2 separate regions of the Zea mays genome follow, and region 2 is linked to region 1. A link is a contact called in public Hi-C data. All regions are on one chromosome and are shown on one strand. The core of a region is the stretch at or near the end of the contact, and the rest is flanking DNA. Distances in the headings are between cores, read along the strand shown. Region 1 holds the start of LOC100193467. Region 2 holds the start of LOC542103 (SET domain protein SDG117).

What was found. Hi-C and Micro-C count contacts between places; a contact is called where the count stands out from the background.
Region 2: a Hi-C map of leaf shows a contact between it and region 1, with 4 times the contacts expected there. The contact joins the promoter of LOC542103 here to the promoter of LOC100193467 in region 1. A contact is called at or near these places in 5 of 25 Hi-C or Micro-C datasets (ear, endosperm, leaf and 1 more).

Annotation. Positions count from the first base shown.
Region 1 is chr4:165,622,393-165,628,631 of Zm-B73-REFERENCE-NAM-5.0, reverse strand. It overlaps LOC100193467, which reads right to left and starts at 4,743. Exons shown (of 11, transcript NM_001138583.1): 1 at 4,565-4,743; 2 at 4,299-4,341; 3 at 4,010-4,136; 4 at 3,164-3,252; 5 at 3,019-3,079; 6 at 2,864-2,931; 7 at 2,588-2,716; 8 at 90-196; 9 at 1-11. The coding sequence starts at 4,723.
Region 2 is chr4:166,033,950-166,041,200 of Zm-B73-REFERENCE-NAM-5.0, reverse strand. LOC542103 (SET domain protein SDG117) reads right to left here and starts at 2,530. Exons shown (of 12, transcript NM_001358411.1): 1 at 2,386-2,530; 2 at 421-1,360. The coding sequence starts at 1,236.

The DNA of each region.
Region 1 (6,239 bases), core at 3,494-5,993:
TAGGCAACCACCTACAGAAGAAATGAAGCTCATATCAGGTACAATATTTATTTTGGGTGTGGGAAAGAGTGTCAATAGTCAATACTGACATGAAAAGTTTCACTTGACGGATCCCTCTTAAACTCCCATTCTGAATCAGTCTTGTCCGACCATTCATATGGAGCATCACATGTGACACCACTAATCAAATCAACTCCTGTGTAAATATCAACATGAATGATTCTTTCATTATTAGAGCCAAGAAACTAACAGCTTAAACATCATACAAAGGTCATTTGCAATAGTAATAACTACTAACGATATACTAAACATGGCATCCAAGGTGCTGAACAATATCAAATAACTAAGGGGGTGTTTGGTTTGAAGAATTTTTTCTTGAATACGCAGGAGATCTGCGTATTTTTGTATTAAGAAGAGAAAAGAGGTGAAACCCCAAAACACGAACAGCAGACTTACAGACACACACCACCAAATACACCACTCTTAAAACAACTCCTCTAGATGGAAAGAAGAGAGAGCTTTAGCGCCAGCCAAACACCAGCACAACATCTCTTCCCTCGCAGCCGAGAGGGCGATCACAACACTCGGGCTACAGCCATCAAACACACACCTATTTCTATGCTTCCAAATCGACCATGCACCCAAAATGACCAGCGAGTTGAAACCCTTCGACAAAGGCTTGCCCACCATCTCAGCACTCTTCTCCCACCAAGAGTCAAAACAGCTATCCCCTGTAGAAGGACAGAGCACCTGGAAGTCCCCCGACCGAAGGAGAAGAAACCAAAACTGCTTTGCAAAACTGCACTCGACCAGCAAAACTGGTTTGAAGAATCACTCCATTCAAAATGAGATTGTGCATCACGAATCCATTCCTCAAATTTGGTGGGATGACCAACAAGTGATGGAGACACCGATGACTTTCCAATTAACATAGGACTACATCAAGGGTCGGCTTTGAGCCCTTATCTTTTCGCTTTGGTGATAGATGAGGTCACAAGGGACATACAAGGAGTTCTACCGTGGTGTATGCTTTTTGCCGATGATGTGGTACTTATTGAGGAGAGTAGGAGTGGTGTTTCTCAAAAGTTGGAATTGTGGAGGCAGACGCTGGAAGCAAAAGGTTTTAGGCTAAGTAGGTCTAAAACAGAGTATATGAAGTGTGATTTCAGTGCCATGGGGTATGAGGATGGCGATGTTAGTCTTGATGGGCAAGTGGTACCCAAGAAAGACACTTTTCGTTACTTAGGATCAATGCTTCAGAAGGAGGGAGACATCGATGAGGATGTCAGTCATAGAATTAAAGCTGGATGGTTGAAGTGGCGACAAGCTGCGGGTGTCTTATGCGACCCCCGGGTGCCACACAAACTAAAAGGCAAATTCTACAGGACAGCAATCCGGCCGGCTATGTTGTATGGAGCAGAATGTTGGCCCACTAAAAGACGACATGTCCAACAACTAAGTGTGGCAGAGATGCGTATGTTGCGCTGGATATGTGGCCACACAAGGAGAGATCGAGTCCGGAATGATGATATACGAGAGAGAGTAGGAGTGGCGCCAATTGAGGAGAAGCTTATGCAACATCGCTTGAGATGGTTTGGACATATCCAACGAAGACCTGAAGAGGCACCAGTGCATATCGGAATAATTAGGCGTCCCGAGAATGTGAAGAGAGGTAGAGGTCGGCCAACTTTGACGTGGACAGAGGCTGTGAAGAGAGACCTGAAGGAGTGGAATATTGATAAAGAGCTCGCCGCAGATAGGAAGGGGTGGAAGTGTGCAATTCACGTGCCAGAACCCTGATTTATAGTTTCGCTTTTCCTCCTTAATCGTTTGACCTTTCCTTGTGCCCATTTTAGATCTTGCTGGTTCTTGTGGGTTTTATCTCTTTTATGTGTTTCCCCGTTTCGTTGTTTTCGGTTCTCCTTTGCCTTTGTTTCCCTTTTCTGTTCTTTGGGGGTTGAGCTCTGAGGTTTTCATACGGGGTTTCATCTCTAGCCTACCCCAACGTGCTTGGGACAAAAAGGCTTTGTTGTTGTTGTTGTTGTAACTAACTATGAGGAGTGAGGTGATGAGGGATCAACTCATTACACAAACCAAATAAAAAAGTGAGTGGAAAGATGATGGACTAGTTCATTCCTCAAACCAAACACACTATAAATCACTCCCTTGAAACAGTAGGAAATCAAAGTATTCCAACAGATCCAACCAATTTTAAAAATTTATATTTTAGCTGTTTCTTACAATCCCGTAATTTTCTTTTCTGAACCCATCAAATTTTTAAGTGATAATTCACTGATTAATATCCAATTGCACCTAATTCTTTCAAAGGTCAAAACGATTATGATATCAGAACAACAGCTCTTTAATTCAAATAACATAAATCAAAAGCAAAAGAATAAACAACTCAATAAATATAAAAATTAGTTCTCACTGGAATATGTTGGGAAAAGAAATCTATTATATCTAAGCTGACCACTATGCAGTCATTTAGGTTCATCAGTGGAGATAGATACTGAAGTGTGCATAAAAAAGAAGTCACTTCTTTCAAGGACATTGCACATCGCTGCTTGATAAAGTTTTAACATACCAACAATTTTCCACTTTTGGGCCATTTCTAACAACTCATTGTCTGTCAGAGACTGATCAGTACTCAAGACACCAATAAGACTACCATCTTCTCTTAATCTTCGTGTTATAGCACGTGTATCCACATCATCTGTCAAAAATGTAAATCCATGGTGAATTTAAATAATTCTTTGTTGCACACGTGTGACTGAGTCGTGAGAGAGAGAGAGAGATGTTAGCTTCTATCACTTACATACTCCCATGATGTTAGAGAGAGATGTTAGGTTCTATCACTTACATATTCCCATGATGTTCCTCTTAATCAGATACTTCTCAAGTGTTTCTTTGCATCGCCAGTTGGAAGTACTACAACAGAAAATATCATTTTAGCAGATAAAGAGAAGGTAGTTCTTTTAAAATGACAAAAAACAAAACCAAAGGGAAAAAACCAACCATATGCTTAGATTTCTTATGATTAAGCCACCAAGAAAACATTGGTTTGATTCTTCATCATCTGTAAGAGCATTATACTTCATTTCATGCTAAATTGTCAAAAAAAAAAGGCATATTAAATCTCTCAAGTAGAGAAGTAACAAACCAGGATTAACGCCAGTGTTCCCAATATGAGGATTGGTCATTAGGACAAACTGACCAGCATAACTTGGATCGGTCAAAATCTCCTGATAGCTGCAACCACAAATGTGCCATGTAAGTAACAATTCTTAGTCCTACCTAGAATTATGGTGCATAATCATCAACATAACTGCATCGACAAGTCATGTTCAATAGTACAGAAAGGTTTGTCGAGGAAGTGCAGCACTATGAATGTTAAAACTAGTACAATCTCTGTCAAACAATAAGCCAAAAAATCTAGCTATTATAACAAGCCTAACTTCTAACGACTTAACAATCTCTCTATCTCCACTTCTCCAGAGCCCAATGCCTCCGCTGAATATGATGAATAATATTATCTCCCCAGGTTGTCTCACCTCAATGAAGTTCTCCCGCTCACTCACCCCTCTTCTTGCAAGAACAACCAAAATTCAGCAATTGATCCCAAACAATTCTGTCACATCAAATTTGATGTAAACGGAAGCTTGTAACACTGAAATTTCCAGGTACAATGAGCTGACTGTAAGCTGGAACCAAATTTATAGTCATTTGTTTTCATTTGCTTCATATAACTATATGACTAAACTAAATCAATATGTGATACAGGTACAGTGAAATCGGGGAGGTTTGTTAGGTTACAGGAGTAAGTGCGCCCGCGCCCCAATCAAATATCTAAAGTCCTAGTATGAGGATTGCCTGTTTGACTGAGAAAACAAATAATAACCAACCAAGAGATGCGAAACATACCACCACTCAGATAAACAATAACCAAAAGACATGCAAAACATCGCCCCACTTAGACAAAAGCGTAACTCAGTCCAAAATGATTTACCCTGTCAGTGATGTGTTGAAAACAACTTCACCAACTTGTGTTCCTGAAGCACCAAAAGACTTGGCCGTCCACACTGATCCATCTTCCAGGACAAGACGAGCATCACTGAGCTTCCACGGCCTTTCCGCTGCATGGAGATTTCAAAAATAGTGAAACCAGAAATAATAGAGCTCTTAAATTGTAAGGTACATAATTGATGAATCGTGCTACAAAATCCCAAGCGCATACTCCACGTGCCGACTGCCGAATACAAAACTTGATATCTGAACAGCTAGTAAAGACAACCCACCTCCATCATCCGCAATGCAGGCCCTCTGCAGGCCAGTGGCAACCTGCATGGAAGAACACAGAACAGCTTAATCCCATAGGGGTAAAACAATCTGTGGCTTATAAATATGGGATTCAGAATCCCATGGGAGCATGGGATTTGGATGAGACGATTGCAAAGGTTTTTTTAAGCACCATACTCCACACAAACCAAACTAGTAAAGGAAGTCACTGGCGCTCAGTAGAGTAGCCAAATCTGCGGAAACGAAAATCTTGTCCGACGCTCACCTTGGCACGGATGCTGAGGACGCGGCTCCCACTTTGCCGGAGGCCAGTCGCAGGAGCCGAGAGGACAAACGAGCTGGAGCTCCGCTCGGCAGCCCAGCACGACTTGGCGACGGACAGACATCGGGCGGTCGCGGGAGCCGTGGCCGGAGGCGCCGCCATCGTAGAGTGCAGACTGAGGCAGGGACGGACCAATTTTTTCGCAAGGGGACTAGTTTTTAAGTGAGGGTTCGGGTGCAGGGGTTCGCACGGCGAGATAATTGCCATTATGGAAGAAGACAGAAGGGGTGGCGTTGGTGTTGGCTTCTCTGTTTTGGAGACGCAGCGGACAGACTATTTCTGATATGGACAACAAACAGAGATTTACGTCTGGCGTCAATATTAAATTCACTTCGTGCTCACGCCGTCAAAAACCTGGCGCCACTGTTTCTTGTTGACGCTGGCTGCTTTCCCATCTAGAAACCCTAGCCGCCGTTTCCTGTTCCTGCGGCCTGCTTCCCCAATCCAGGAACCTAGCGGCGGATGGGCTTTGGGGGGAAGAGCGGCGGCGAGCTGTCGTGGCCGTGGCAGTTCACGCCGTTCCAGAAGCTGAGCTTCTCCGTGGACCAGGTGGTGAGGAGCCTGGTGGACGCCAACATCATCGGCAAGGGCTGCTATGGCGTGGTGGTGCTGGAAGTGCTGACGGGGAAGCAGCCGATCGACCCGACGATCCCAGACGGCCTGCACGTGGTGGACTGGGTGCGGCGGTGCAGGGACCGCGCCGGCGTGCTCGATCCGGCGCTCCGGCGACGGTCGAGTTCAGAGGTGGAGGAGATGCTGCAGGTGATGGGAGTGGTGCTGCTGTGCGTGAGCGCGGCGCCGGACGACCGCCGGACGATGAAGGACGTGGCGGCCATGCTCAAGGAGATCTGATTCCGCAACGGAGAAGAAGACGACGCCAAACGACGTCTGAGCTCGGCGACGGTAAATGGTGAAAGGACACTAATATCTGTTGTGCAGCCCTAATTGAGTGTCTTGTATCCATTTTAGAGTTTGTCTGTCAGCTGCGTCTCCAAAACAGAGAAGCCAACGCCAACGCCTCCATTTCGTCGAAACCCCCTCTCTTCTTCCATAATGGCAATTATCTCTCGCACGGCAGGAAGAGAATACCTGATCTGTGTTCGTCGCCCGGTGAATAGGACTCACAAAATAATCCTTATAAATTAACTTAAAACGAAACCGAAATCATCCTTATAAATTTTGATTCATATTTCAGAAAACCAAAACAAATGAGATACTTTCTGTTCTAGATTAAAAAACTGAATTAACCGAAAACCGAAATATAATTGTCGGCGTTTCGAACCCGAGGGTTTCTGGACCGACGAGTAAATTGTCGCCGCGTGCCCCAGCCCAGATGGGTCGGCGCGAGACGGAGCGCGAAGGGGGAAGAAGCCGGAGGGGGACAGGCGTAAAAGGGGAAACCCGCGGCCTTCGTGTTTGTCCCGCGCTCAGGTCGGGTGCGCTTGCAGTAGGGGGTTACAAGCGTCCGCGCGGGAGGGAGCGAGAGGCCTAAGCGCGTGCCGTCCCGTCCTTCCCCGCGCGGCCAACCCTCTGTAAGAGGGCCCTGGACCTTCCTTTTATAGGCGTAAGGAGAGGATCCAGGTGTACAATGGGGGGTGTAGCAATGTGCTAACGTGTC
Region 2 (7,251 bases), core at 1,281-3,780, 410 kb before region 1:
CAGAAGAAAGCAAGGGTACCACTTTTAGGGGGACAATCCTTACATTACAAAATTCTATCCGAGTCATGAAACAAAAATGTTTAATAGGACATGGGACAGTATTCATTCTAAGATCATATATGAAAAGAAGCCTCGTCTAACCATTTTAGTTAAGGCTTCAACCTTCGATCTCAAGTTACCTTTTTTAGGACTAATAAAGAAAACGAGACTTTACATGGACCATTCAAGCATACCATTGTTTAACTGGAATAAAGCTACAACTAAGACTACAATTAGAAAATCATAACAGAGCTATGAGTTGGCCACCCCAATAATACATGGTGTACCTACTAAAACTAAATGCACAGATTCTGGAACCTGAAACATGACAAGTACTTGCTCATATAACCCCAAAACGAATTTAAATAAAGAAAAATGTACCTTCACCCAAAGTGCTACAGCATGATCCTCATCTCCAACATTCCCCATATTGAGCTCCTGCCCTTTATAATTGGTATCACCATTACAACTATTGTTATCCACATTATGGCCCATGTCATTCAAAGGGGAAACAGACTTCTTCTCTTCTTGTGGAGAAGATTTATTACGTACTAAATCAATACTGCAGGCTATTTCTGATAGATCTTGGAGCGTGCATTGCAATTCTTCCTGCCGTGCATGGCATCCTACCAAGTCAGTTTTGACTTCCTTACTTACAGCATCTACAATCCCATCTACTTTGCCACGATCCTCTGCTATTTTCTCCGCTTCACAAGGTGTGACGTCTCCATTGAGTCTGCATGGACTTGGTAATGACATTGTATTGGGAGAAGAATGTATCTCTTCCTGAGGATGATGCATATCCTTCTTACCAAAACTCTGTTTATTAAAGCTATAATCATCAGTTTGCAAGCCATTATAATTTCCAGCACTTAAATTTAACTGAAGTTTTACATCGGAGTAAGAACTGTCGCTATTCTTCTCTCTTAGTTCTGTCCCCTGAGATAAATCGCCCAAATTAAGAGATGAATTTTTGGAAGCAGAATCTAATACCCGATCCATGCCTGATTGACAAGCATCGCTAAGATCGACAGGGCTACATACTATTGTATCATCTTTTAGGTGGACATCAGAGCCTGCCCACCCATAATCATCATGTGAGACGGTCAGCTTCCTATCATAGGCGATTTGTGGTGTTTTATCCATAGCATTTTTCAACTTGCAGTCCATTTGCATAACAGGAGGGTCCATCAGCATTGCTTTGCCAGGATCTGGTCTACCAATCCTCTATGATTGAAAAGGCAGGTCTTCCAAAAGCAGTGCAGGAAGCCAGGAACTATCATCTACTAGCATGAAGCCCATAAAGACTGTTGACTTAGTTCTACATAGAAAAAGTAGGAAACTGTTGTTTAGAGTATATGCAGTGCTTCGAAAGAAAACAATTATAGAGGAAAAAGAAAAAACTAAAAATCACACAAAAAACTAACAGAGTTGCATTTGAAACAGAAAATAATATATGCAACTTATGATGATTTTTCTATTTAACAAATGTGTGGAGTGACAGCACTACCCATGCAAAAAAGGACAATATCCTCTCAAAATACACAGAAGAGTATTATCTTCTCCCATGCTAAACATGGTGTTCTTGAAAGTGCTATGCTAGGCAGACAACAGTTGTACCTACGTGATTAGGCAGGCGAAAATATTCACCAAGGCTGCTTACGTGGAAACTACACGAAAGAGGTGAGGCCTAGCGCCTAGGCAAACGTCTTTTGAAGCATGATGTGGAGTGAGAGGTTTGATTCAAGCGTTAAAAAGAAACAGGGAAAGTAGTGTATTCAACAGTTGGCATCACAAAATAAATAGCTGGTTATATATGACAGCCCTGTCACACAAATACACAGACTAGTAACGATCTCCCAGCAGGAACATAAAATATACTGGATTCGTTTGAATCTGACCCAAGCAATTTAACGAACATACCACATTTTGGCTTGTACCATGCAATTAAAGTCCATTTTAATTACATGCATGAAATCACAGTGCGACTCTCTCTCCTGGTCTAGCTACACCAAAATTTCAAGAGGGCACAGCATATGGTAAGCATGCAAAACTGTACAAAATGTAGTGCCATTTTCGTACGGATACCATGGCCATTAAATACATTTGTCATAAAACCCTAACTATATGTTTCAACGTGCAATAAAATTGTGCCAGTGAAAATAGAAACCCCGAGATGTTCGACGCGCCCATTAGGATCCATGAAGCGATTTCGGTTATGGATTGGGACCATAGGCTCGGCAGAATGCTCAACGGTCTTAGAAATCCCAACGAAGCTGAGCATGACCATGACCGATCCTTGGGGAGATGGAGACGAAACGGAAACTACCCTCCGTGACGACGCACCTCGAAGGAGGCGGTGCCAGCTCCCGCAACACACCGCGTTCCCCGGCTGCGGCGAGGACAGCAGGATTCGGCGGTGGCGACAGCAGGGCCCCGAGAACTCGGCGGAGGAACAGGTCGCCGAGACTCAGAGAACCGGACGAGAGACGCCAGCGGTGGCTCGCGACGGCCACGCGACGACGGGAGCCGCGGCGGGAGGCGGGGGTGGCGACGAAGGGTTTGCGACGTGCTGGGGAAGGAGATGGGGGAGGTGGGCGGCGTCCGCGATTCGCCCCTGGTAGTCCGGTGAAGGAAAACAGAGAAGAGAAAAAAATTAGAAAACTCGCCAATTGATTTCACCTCATCGGGATTAACCGTTTGGGCGCTTTGGACCTGCAAAACGGCTATTCAGCCCGGTCTAGCAAAGAGGGCCTGCAGGAATCCAACCAGAAAAGCAATATATGAAAGGATGGCCCAACTAGAATGAGCACAGTGCAGTCCATACAAATCTTCCCGTGTGAGAAGATGAGGTCCAACCACAGCTGGTAATGCGCACCGAATATTCGATATGAAAGCGGGTACGAGGTGATTTCTCTAATTGCGGATATGTTAATAGGCAAGAGTATTTACCTATTGAGGCAGACTGGTATAGATTGGTACTACTCATACTCGTCTATCCATGGGTAAAATATATCCGCATCAATACAACTATAACCATTTAATAGAGCTCATCTTAACAAATAAAACATTTTCTAGCTATCATTTGTCTAGCTACCAAATTATGTAATCATATGATTTGTTATATGTAGGGCTGGAAAAAAAGCTCGAGGCTCGCGAGCCGGCTCGGGCTCGATCAGGCTCGGCTCGGCTCGTTGAGGCTCGCGAGCCTAAACGAGCCCGAGCCGAGCCTAATTCCACGGCTCGCTACACTAACGAGCCGAGCCGAGCCGGCTCGGTGAGGCTCGCGAGCCGGCTCGAGGCTCGGTCCAAACTACTGCAACTATCACTTGTCAGTTGTCAGTTTGTTTATTAGTGTCCAGTCATCTAGATCCAGTGACCGGTGTGTTGTTTTGGTCACAACTCACAAGGAACTAGAGTGTATGGACATAATTTTTTATTATATAGAACATATTATGCTTCAAATTTGAACTAACGACTATAATTAACTTGAGTGTACAGGCTCGCGAGCCGAGCCGGCTCGCGAGCCTATATCGAGCCGAGCCGAGCCTTATTACCGAGCTCGCGAAGTGACCGAGCCGAGCCGAGCCTGGCTCGGCTCGGCTCGTTTCCAGCCCTAGTTATATGTGTGAAAGGGAAATAGGCTTACACCTTTTCCTAAATTGATTTTGGTGGTTGAATTGCCCAACACAAATAATTGGACTAACTAGTTTGCTCTAGATTATAAGTTCTACAGGTGCCAAAGGCTCACAACAAACAAATAAAAAGACCGAAAAAGGATTCAAATGTAAGAGAGCAAAGTCAACCGAAGTGTACCCTGGTCTGGTGCACCGGACTGTCCGGTGCACCAGGGACTCCAACTCCGAACTGCTCACCTTCGCGAATTCTGGAGGCCGCTCCGCTGTAATTCACCGGACTGTCCGGTGTAGCACCGGACAGTGTCTGGTGGCGCACCGGACTGTCCGGTGTGCCAGCAGAGCAACGACTACTTCGCGCCAACGGTCGTTTGCAGAACGCATTGAATGCACTACAGTGCGCGCCAGAGTCAGAGCAGAGACTGATGGCGCACCGGACAGTGAACAGTGCTTGTCCGGTGCACCACCGGACTGTCCGGTGCCCCAGAAGGCAGAAGCTCCAACGGTCAGAATCCAACGGCCAGGTGACGTGGCAGGCGCACCGGACTGTCCGGTGCGCCATGCGACAGCAGCCTCCACCAAACGGCTAGTTTGGTGGTTGGGGTTATAAATACCCCCAACCACCCACCATTCATTGTATCCAAGTTTTCCAGCTTCCTACACCTTACAAGAGCTATAGAATTCAATACAAGACACACCAAAGAGATCAAATCCTCTCCCAAGTCCTTAGTTCATTCCAAATCAAATAGTGACTAGAGAGAGAGAGTGACTTGTGTCCATTTGAGCTCTTACGCTTGGATTGCTTCTTTTTCTCATTCTTTCTTGAGATCAACTCAATTGTAACCGAGGCAAGAGACACCAATTGTGTGGTGGTCCTTGCGGGGACTTTGTGTCCCGTTTGATTGAGAAGAGAAGCTCACTCGGTCTAAGTGACCGTTTGAGAGAGGGAAAGGGTTGAAAGAGACCCGGTCTTTGTGACCACCTCAATGGGGAGTAGGTTTGCAAGAACCGAACCTCGGTAAAACAAATCCTTGTGTTTCACTCTTTATTTGCTTGCGATTTGTTTTTCACCCTCTCTCTCGGACTCGTTCATAATTCTAACGCTAACCCGGCTTGTAGTTGTGCTTAAGTTTATAAATTTCAGATTCGCCATATTCACCCCCCTCTAGGCGACTATCAATTGGTATCAAAGCCTGGTGCTTCATTAGAGCTTAACCGTTTGAAGTGATGTCGGGAGATCACGCCAAGAAGATGGTGATCGGCGGTGAGAAGTCCGCTACAAGCCACAGGAAGGCTCCATCAAGGGAGTCCGCCAACAAAAAGAAGGATGGATCCCCTTCACGCATTCGATCGCACAAGAGTGGCGAGAAGAAGAAGAAAATGAAGAAAGTGGTCTACTACGAGACCGATTCTTCCTCGCCCTCTACATCCAGATCTGACGCCGCGTCCGTCACTTCTAAGCGCCAAGAGCGCAAGAAGTATAGTAAGATCCCCCTACGCTATCCTCGCATTTCTAAGCATACTCCATTGCTTTCCGTCCCATTAGGCAAACCACCGACATTTGACGGTGAAGATCATTCTATGTGGAGTGATATGATGATATATCACCTAACCTCACTCCACAAAAGCATATGGGATGTTGTTGAGTTTGGTGTACAGGTACCATCCGTAGGGGATGAAGATTATGATGAGGACGAGGTGGCCCAAATCGTGCACTTCAACTCCCAAGCCACCACTATACTCCTCACCTCTCTAAGTCGAGAGGAGTATAACAAGGTGAGAGCACCTAGAGGGGGGTGAATATGTGATCCTGTAAAAATTTGAAACTTAAAGCCACAAACTTGATTAAGTGTTAGCACAATTAAATCAAGTGGCTAATGAGAGCTCTTGTGAACCACAATTAACACAAGTGAGAACAAGCACAAGAGACACAGAGATTTATCCCGTGGTTCGGCCAAGTACAACACTTGCCTAGTCCATGTTGTGGCGTCCCAATGGACGAGAGTTGCACTCAACTCCTTTCAAGTGATCCAATAATCAACTTGAATACCATGGTGTTCTTTTTCCTTTACTCTTTCCCGTTTGCGAGGAATCTCCACAACTTGGAGCCTCTCGCCCTTACAATGAGATGATCACAAAGAAGCACAGATGTAAGAGTGGGAAAAGCAACACACACAAGTCCACAGCAATACGCACACACACAGCCAAGACTTGAGCTCAAATGAATAACACAAGGTTCACCACTAACACGGAGCTCAAATCACTAAGAATGTCAATCGAGTGCGCAAAGACGGAGTGTGAATGATCAAGAATGCTTAGAGTGTGCTTGGTGTGCTCCTTCATGCGCCTAGGGGTCCCTTTTATAGCCCCAAGGCAGCTAGGAGTCGTTGAGAGCAATCCAGTAAGGCAAATCTTGCCTTCTATCGACTGGTGCACCGGACAGTCCGGTGCAGATCTCTTTCCTATTCTGGCGTAGCCGACCGTTGAAGATTTGGAGCCATTGGCGCACCGGACACTGTCCGGTGCACACCGGACAGTCCGGTGCCCCCATCAGACCGTTGGCTCGGCCACGCGTCACGCGCGGATTGCGCGGCCGACCGTTGGCTCGGCCGACCGTTGGCTCACCGGACAGTCCGGTGCACCACCGGACAGTCCGGTGATTTATAGCCGTACGCCGCCGTTCAATTCCCGAGAGCGGCCTTTTCACCAGAGCTAGCCTGACGCACCGGACACTGTCCGGTGCACCCAGACTGAGCAGAGTCTTGGCTGCTCGAGCCAAGTTTTTTTCATTTGTCTTTTCTCTGATTCTAGCACTTAGACAAATATGTTAGTACACAAAAACCAATGTACTAAGTCTAGAATCATACCTTTGTATTGATTTGCACTTTGTCCACCATTTGGCATAGTTTAACACATAACCATTTGTGTTGGACACTTAATCACCAAAATACTTAGAAATGGCCCAAGGGCACATTTCCCTTTCACAAGGTGCAAGGATTGAAGAGTTCCAAGGAGATTTGGGACGTACTTAATATCGCGCACGAAGGAGACGAGGTGACCAAGATCACCAAGCGAGAGACGATCGAGGGGAGCTCGGTCGCTTCCGGCTTCGCCAAGGGGAGGAGCCACAAGAGATGTACAACCGGCTCAAGGCCTTGGTGAACCAAGTGTGCAACCTCAGGAGCAAAAAATGGGATGACCATGAAATGGTCAAGGTTATTCTTAGATCACTCGTTTTTCTTAACCCTACGCAAGTACAATTAATATGTGGTGATCCTAGATACACACTAATGTCTCCCGAGAAAGTAATAGGAAAATTTGTGAGCTTTGAATTGATGATCAAAGGCTCAAAGAAAATCATCGAGCAAGATGGCCCCTCCACGCACGAAGCTCAACCGGTCGCATTCAAGGCGACAGAGGAGAAGAAGGAAGAGTCTACATCAAGTAGACTCCCCATCGACGCCTCCAAGCTCGACAACGAGGAAATGACGCTCATCATCAAGAGCTTCCGCCAAATCCTCAAGCAAAGGAGAGGGAAGGACTACAAGTCCCGCTCCAAGAAAGTGTGCTACAAGTG